2 separate regions of the Mus musculus genome follow, and region 2 is linked to region 1. Evidence: chromatin contacts called from public HiChIP or PLAC-seq data. All regions are on one chromosome and are shown on one strand. Each heading gives the region's core, a stretch centred on a gene start, on an enhancer-like site or on the middle of the called end of the contact. The rest is flanking DNA. Distances are from core to core; before and after follow the strand shown. Region 1 has its middle 33 kb from the start of Gm25429. Region 2 holds the start of Sat1 (spermidine/spermine N1-acetyl transferase 1).

Region 1 (2,577 bases), core at 36-2,535:
TACCTCAGAGTAAAACGCTGGAAAACAATTTTCCAAGCAAATGTTCCCAAGAAACAAGCTCTCCATTAGCCATTCTAATATAGAATAAAATTAACTTTCAACAAAAATCTATCAAAAAACATAAGGAGAGAGGGACACTTCATACTCTTCAAAGCAAAAATCTACCAAGATAAACTCTCAATTCTGAACATCAATGCTCCAAATGCAAGAGTACCCACATTCATAAAAGAAACTTTATGAAAGCTCAAAGCACACATTGCACCTCACATGATAAGAGTGGGAGACTTCAACACCCCACTCTCAGCAATGGACATATCATGTAAACACAAAGTAAACAGAGACACAGTGAAACTAACAGAAGTTATGGACCTAGTTGTATTGTTAAACAGTCATTTCAGTGGTTACCTTGGAAAGTGCAGCAGACTTCCTTTTGCAATTTATTACTGGCTATTTCCCAAAACACACTAGTTCCTTGAATCGTTTTTGATGTTGCTTTACTTCCTTCTATCTTTTTCCCACCTTTCAATTATGTGACTCCTCCATTTTAAGGTCTTTTCAAAAATCATATCATTTCAGGCAGCTGATAGTTGTTTGTAATTGATGTCTTACTTACCTTTTATATTAGAGCTCATTTCTGCTTGCATTTTTCTATTTTGACTGAGTTTATTTTTTTTCTTCCAGAAAAAAATATTAATTTATTTCAGTTTTCTGGAGATGAGTTAGTTCCCCCACTACTCAAACAAAACAAAACACAAAAAACAAAAAACAAAAAACAAAACACACACACACAAAACCTTTTTTTTTTTTTCTGCTGGGATAGAATTGTAAACTGGCAGTAATTTCAATATTTGCCAGCCAGTTTTCTAAAACCTGACTGCATGCCCAGGCAAACTTTTATTATCTGGTCTTGTTCAGACTATAAAGAAGGACAGAGAGCAGCCAGCAGCTGACCTTTTTTGAATGAGGAAGCACACAGCCCTCAGGGCCATTCCACTTCCTCTTTATTGCCTCTCTACCACTTTGTCCCTGTAGAGGAACTCAGAGGGAGAGCAGGACAGTTGGAGCTGCCTAGGCTGGGTAAGCCTGCTTCAGCCTTTCTCCCTTTGCAATTGCTGTTCCTTCTTGGGGCAATGCCTTTGTCTGGTCCTGGTTCTTCTAAATTAGATAATTCCTACTTACTTATATCAATTTTCAGTTGTCCCAATTTGGGAGGGGCTGCTACTGGCCTCCTGTAGGCAGAGCTCAAGGATGCTATCAAACATCCTGCAATAAGTAGGACAGCCCATAGCAAAGAAAGACATAGTTGCAAGTGTCAGCTGTGCTAAGGCTGAGCCAGGGGACTTTACAAGGTTAATTCCTAGTCTGCTGGGTCTTGACTTGAATCCACTTTTGTTTGAGTGAGTTCCCATCAGTCATCATAAGAGAATATTATTATCTTTATTGGACCTTCACTGTATATAGTTTATCTATCATTATACTATTTCATCCTGTTTTCTCCATGTATGATAAGCTAATGAGTAATGCTAATGCCTAAAATGCAAAGATTAGACACATTGATGATAAATCCTCCCCCTTTGAATTATGCTGAGGATGTAATGAAATATAATAAATGTTTCTTTCCTCAAATGCATGGGATAATTTCACATCACTAGCAACTTGACCCCCAGAGCATGCCAGCTCCTCATTTTCCTCTCAGTCGTTATGTCTCAGATCCTCTCTAAATGCCTCCCTCAGCTCTTATCTGCCTTCACCAGTCAGAAGAAGGAGTGAAACACTTAGTGGAATTTTTAAGGAAATCCCATGTATGTGTGTATGTGGGTGTGTGTGTATGTATGTATGTATATATGTATGCATGTATGTATGTATGTGCATCGTGTTCATACAGTTCCCACAAAGGCCAGAAGAGGGCATTGTATTCCCATGGAACTGGAGCTATTGGTGGTTGTGAGCTGCCTGACGTGGTACTAAGAATTCAACATTGGTCTCCATTAGCAGGACATGCTTTTAACTGTTGAGCCATCATCCAGAGCTCCCACCCAATATGTTTAAGTGGGAAAACGTAGAAATAAGGCAAACTTAGTGGCTTATACCAGTAATCCTGGCACCTGAGAGGTGGAACACAAAGAGAGTTCAAGATCATTCTCTACTATGTAGTGCATTTGAAGTCAGAAGAAACAAATTAGGTCAGCCTCAGAAAAACAAAAACCACAGTTTCTCTTTTTATGGACCCTAGAGATTGTATAAATACATGAAGTCATACACACACACACACAAACACACAAACATATGCAACATGACAACAGAAGTGAACATGCTTAGGGGAATATAGGAGACTAACAGGAGGGAAAAGATAGAAAGGAAAAGATAGATGGTATGGTGAGGAAACTGGGTATAATTACATAAAAATATCCTTATGAAGCTCAGTACCATGTACAATAAACAAATGCCAATAATAATTGGAATAATTAGAACACATCAAAACTTGTATAGCCGGGTGTGGTGGCACACGCCTTTAATCCCAGCACTTGGGAGGCAGAGGCAGGCAGATTTCTGAATTCGAGGCGAGCCTGGTCTACA
Region 2 (2,577 bases), core at 48-2,547, 44 kb after region 1:
TAAAGGGTCTTTTAGTTACCTCCCCGCCCATCCATGTACACAGAAGGGCCATGTACATGGCGAAGCTAGAGACTGTAACCTGAAGATTGGGACAAATTAAAGAAAAAAATGTGATTTAACACAATTACAAAAAAAAAAAAAGTTAGGTTAGGGTCAAACAAAAACCATTTTATGAAACGGAATTACAACAAATGACATTATAACTAACTTTTCCGGGTTTCTACAGAACTTTGATACTTGCTCAAACAGCTCTCTCATAACCCGCCCTATTAGAAAGTACACTACACATATATTTTTTTTCCTCAGTCATTTGCACACTGGCTGGTTGTTATTTCCAGCCAGCTCCTCAGTAACCTCTGCCCGCGTAGTCACGGGTTCTGCCCAGTAGGCTCTACGGGTTTGATATAACATTAGTTCTCTCTGGCTTCTCGACAGGGATCAGGGGTTACCTTCAGGGGTCCAGTGCTCTTTAGGCACTTCTGCAACCAGGCAGTGGTAGAAGGGGTGTTCTCCAAAGCCATCCTCTTGGAGATCTGTAAGACAGGGGAGGCAGAGACAGTGAGAGTTGACCTTTGGAGGTGCCAGGAAACAGATATTACCCGCCCCTCCCCCTCCCCCGCCACGCCTTGTTACCTTTCTCAGTTAAAATGACTTGATCTTCCATGTATTCATATTTAGCCAGTTCCTGGGGACGACATATAAAGAAAAGGACAATGAAACTCCTGGCCAGCCTAGCCAGCTCACGGGAAGAGAAATGGGGCAGGCAGGGTAGAGCGGTGACTGAGTCCTGCCTGGCGCCGAACAGCCGAGCCTGACCCGGGCTGGGGTTGGCAGGCCAAGAAGGCGGAATTTACTGGCCTGGCTGCGTCTCAGAACTGCAGATGAGGATTTCCCCGGTCAACAGAGCCTCCCCTACCCTCTGCCCTAGGGAGAGCCCGGACTTTTACCTACCTTGATCAGTCGCAGGATGTCACTGCAGTCAGAGGCAGTGGCTGGACGGATCTTAAATTTAGCCATTTTCGTCTTTTGCTTTTCTTCCCTTTGCGCACCAGGCCCCTGTACTTGAACAGCAGGAGGAGGTGGTTCCTCATTCGTTTCCCGGGAGCGTCCTCTTCTCAGTCAGGCTGGCACCATGACCCGGCGAACCTCAGTATAAGACAGAAAACTGGCAAACTTACTTCGGGGAAACTGCGCAGCTAAGAAGTGGCAAGACGGTGCCTTTTAAGTCCGCAGAAGCTCCTCCCTGGACGGGGAGCCGGAGAGATCGCGACCAGTAAGGATGAAAGCCCGCCGAAGCACCGCCCTCTGTTCCAGACACTGCCCTCTTCCGGGCTCTCTCGTGACACCCATGGCGCAAACCCGGAGGGCGGGGTAGGGCGAGGCGCGCTGCTGCCTTTCTAGCCTCATGTCCTCTAGCGGCGCCTTGCGGATCCTTGCCGGAAGCATATGAATGCCAGCTTGTCCCCTGGTAACCTTCCTAAATAGAACATGTGGATTGCCTCTGTGACCCCGACATTGCCGAGAAAAGCAAACTCAGGAAGCCCAGCTTTAGGGTATGACAGAAAGATGAGAGCAGCAGCCATTCTCAAAGTGTCGTCTGGAGGCATAATTTCCTTTCCTCTCTAGTAATTTTCCACAGGCAGTTCATTGAGATGTGGTGATGTCACCATTTTCATGACTAAAGAAAGGTGTGGGTTTGAATCTTGTTTTAATTTTGAGACAGGGTCTCTCTATGTAGTCTTGACTATCCTGGAACTCACTATGTCACAACAGGCTGTCCTAGAATTCACAAATCACATAGATCTGCCTGCCTCAGTCTGCCCAGTGTTAGGATTAAACATGTTCACCACAGCCTGCTATTCTTGTATGTTCTAAGGTCAGTTCTTAGGATCCCTCGATTGCTTTCCTTCTAGCTTAGTGGTTCTCAACCTGTAGGTCACAACCCCTTTGGGGTCATATATCACATAGCCTGTATATCAGACATTTACATTACAATTCATAACAATATAACAGCAGCAAAATTACAGTTAAAAAGTAGAAACAAAATAATTTTATGGTTGAGAGTAATCCACAACATGAGAAACTGTATTAAATGGTTGCATTATAACGAAGGTTGAGAACCAGTGTTGCAATGGCTAAATTTAAAATGTTATCTTTCCTTCCTTCCTTCCTTCCTTCCTTCCTTCCTTCCTTCCTTCCTTCCATTTATGTATTTATTTTTTGAGACAAGATTTCTCTGAGTAGCCTTGTCTGTCTTGGAACTCTGTACACCAGGCTGGCCTGGAACTCAGAGATCCTCCTGCCTCTGCCCCCCACCACCTGGCAACATTTTCTTTCTTACTCCTCCCGCTTTCCTTCTTAAATATCTGTTCTTCCTTGTGGACTTTCCTTCTGAAGGAGAGAAACACTTGATAATTCGCTTTAATGATGTATGCCATCTTACATTATTGAAGAGTTGATTTCACTGCTTATAGATTTTGAGGTCTGGAAGTTTTCTTTCTACACACTTATATCTGACCGTCTCTCAGCTTTCTTTGCTATTGAAAGCTGTTGTTGTCCTTACTTGCTCCAGTCCAT

The links. HiChIP or PLAC-seq counts read pairs in DNA pulled down with a chosen protein or histone mark.
Region 2: a contact with region 1 is called in an H3K27ac HiChIP or PLAC-seq map of microglia, with 7 times the contacts expected there. The contact joins the promoter of Sat1 here to the enhancer-like site in region 1. A contact is called at or near these places in 1 of 15 datasets of contacts at CTCF or cohesin (embryonic stem cells), 13 of 484 Hi-C or Micro-C datasets (8-cell embryo, cerebral cortex, conventional dendritic cells and 10 more), 12 of 115 datasets of contacts at active chromatin or transcription factors (CD8 T cells, the HPC-7 cell line, the SCID.adh cell line and 6 more) and 3 of 9 other capture datasets (adipose tissue, liver and pancreatic islet).

Annotation. Positions count from the first base shown.
Region 1 is chrX:155,171,511-155,174,087 of GRCm38.p6, forward strand. No RefSeq gene overlaps it. Among named protein-coding and RNA genes, the nearest start is that of Gm25429, 33 kb to the left of the region's middle. Within about 2 kb of position 1,286, at least 46 of the 459 cell types and tissues checked have an H3K27ac peak or open chromatin away from gene starts, as enhancers often do. A contact at or near this core is called in the HPC-7 cell line, bone marrow-derived dendritic cells, microglia and 1 more, where this site is marked.
Region 2 is chrX:155,215,152-155,217,728 of GRCm38.p6, forward strand. It overlaps Sat1 (spermidine/spermine N1-acetyl transferase 1), which reads right to left and starts at 1,298. Exons shown (of 6, transcript NM_009121.4): 1 at 952-1,298; 2 at 634-685; 3 at 450-533. The coding sequence starts at 1,017.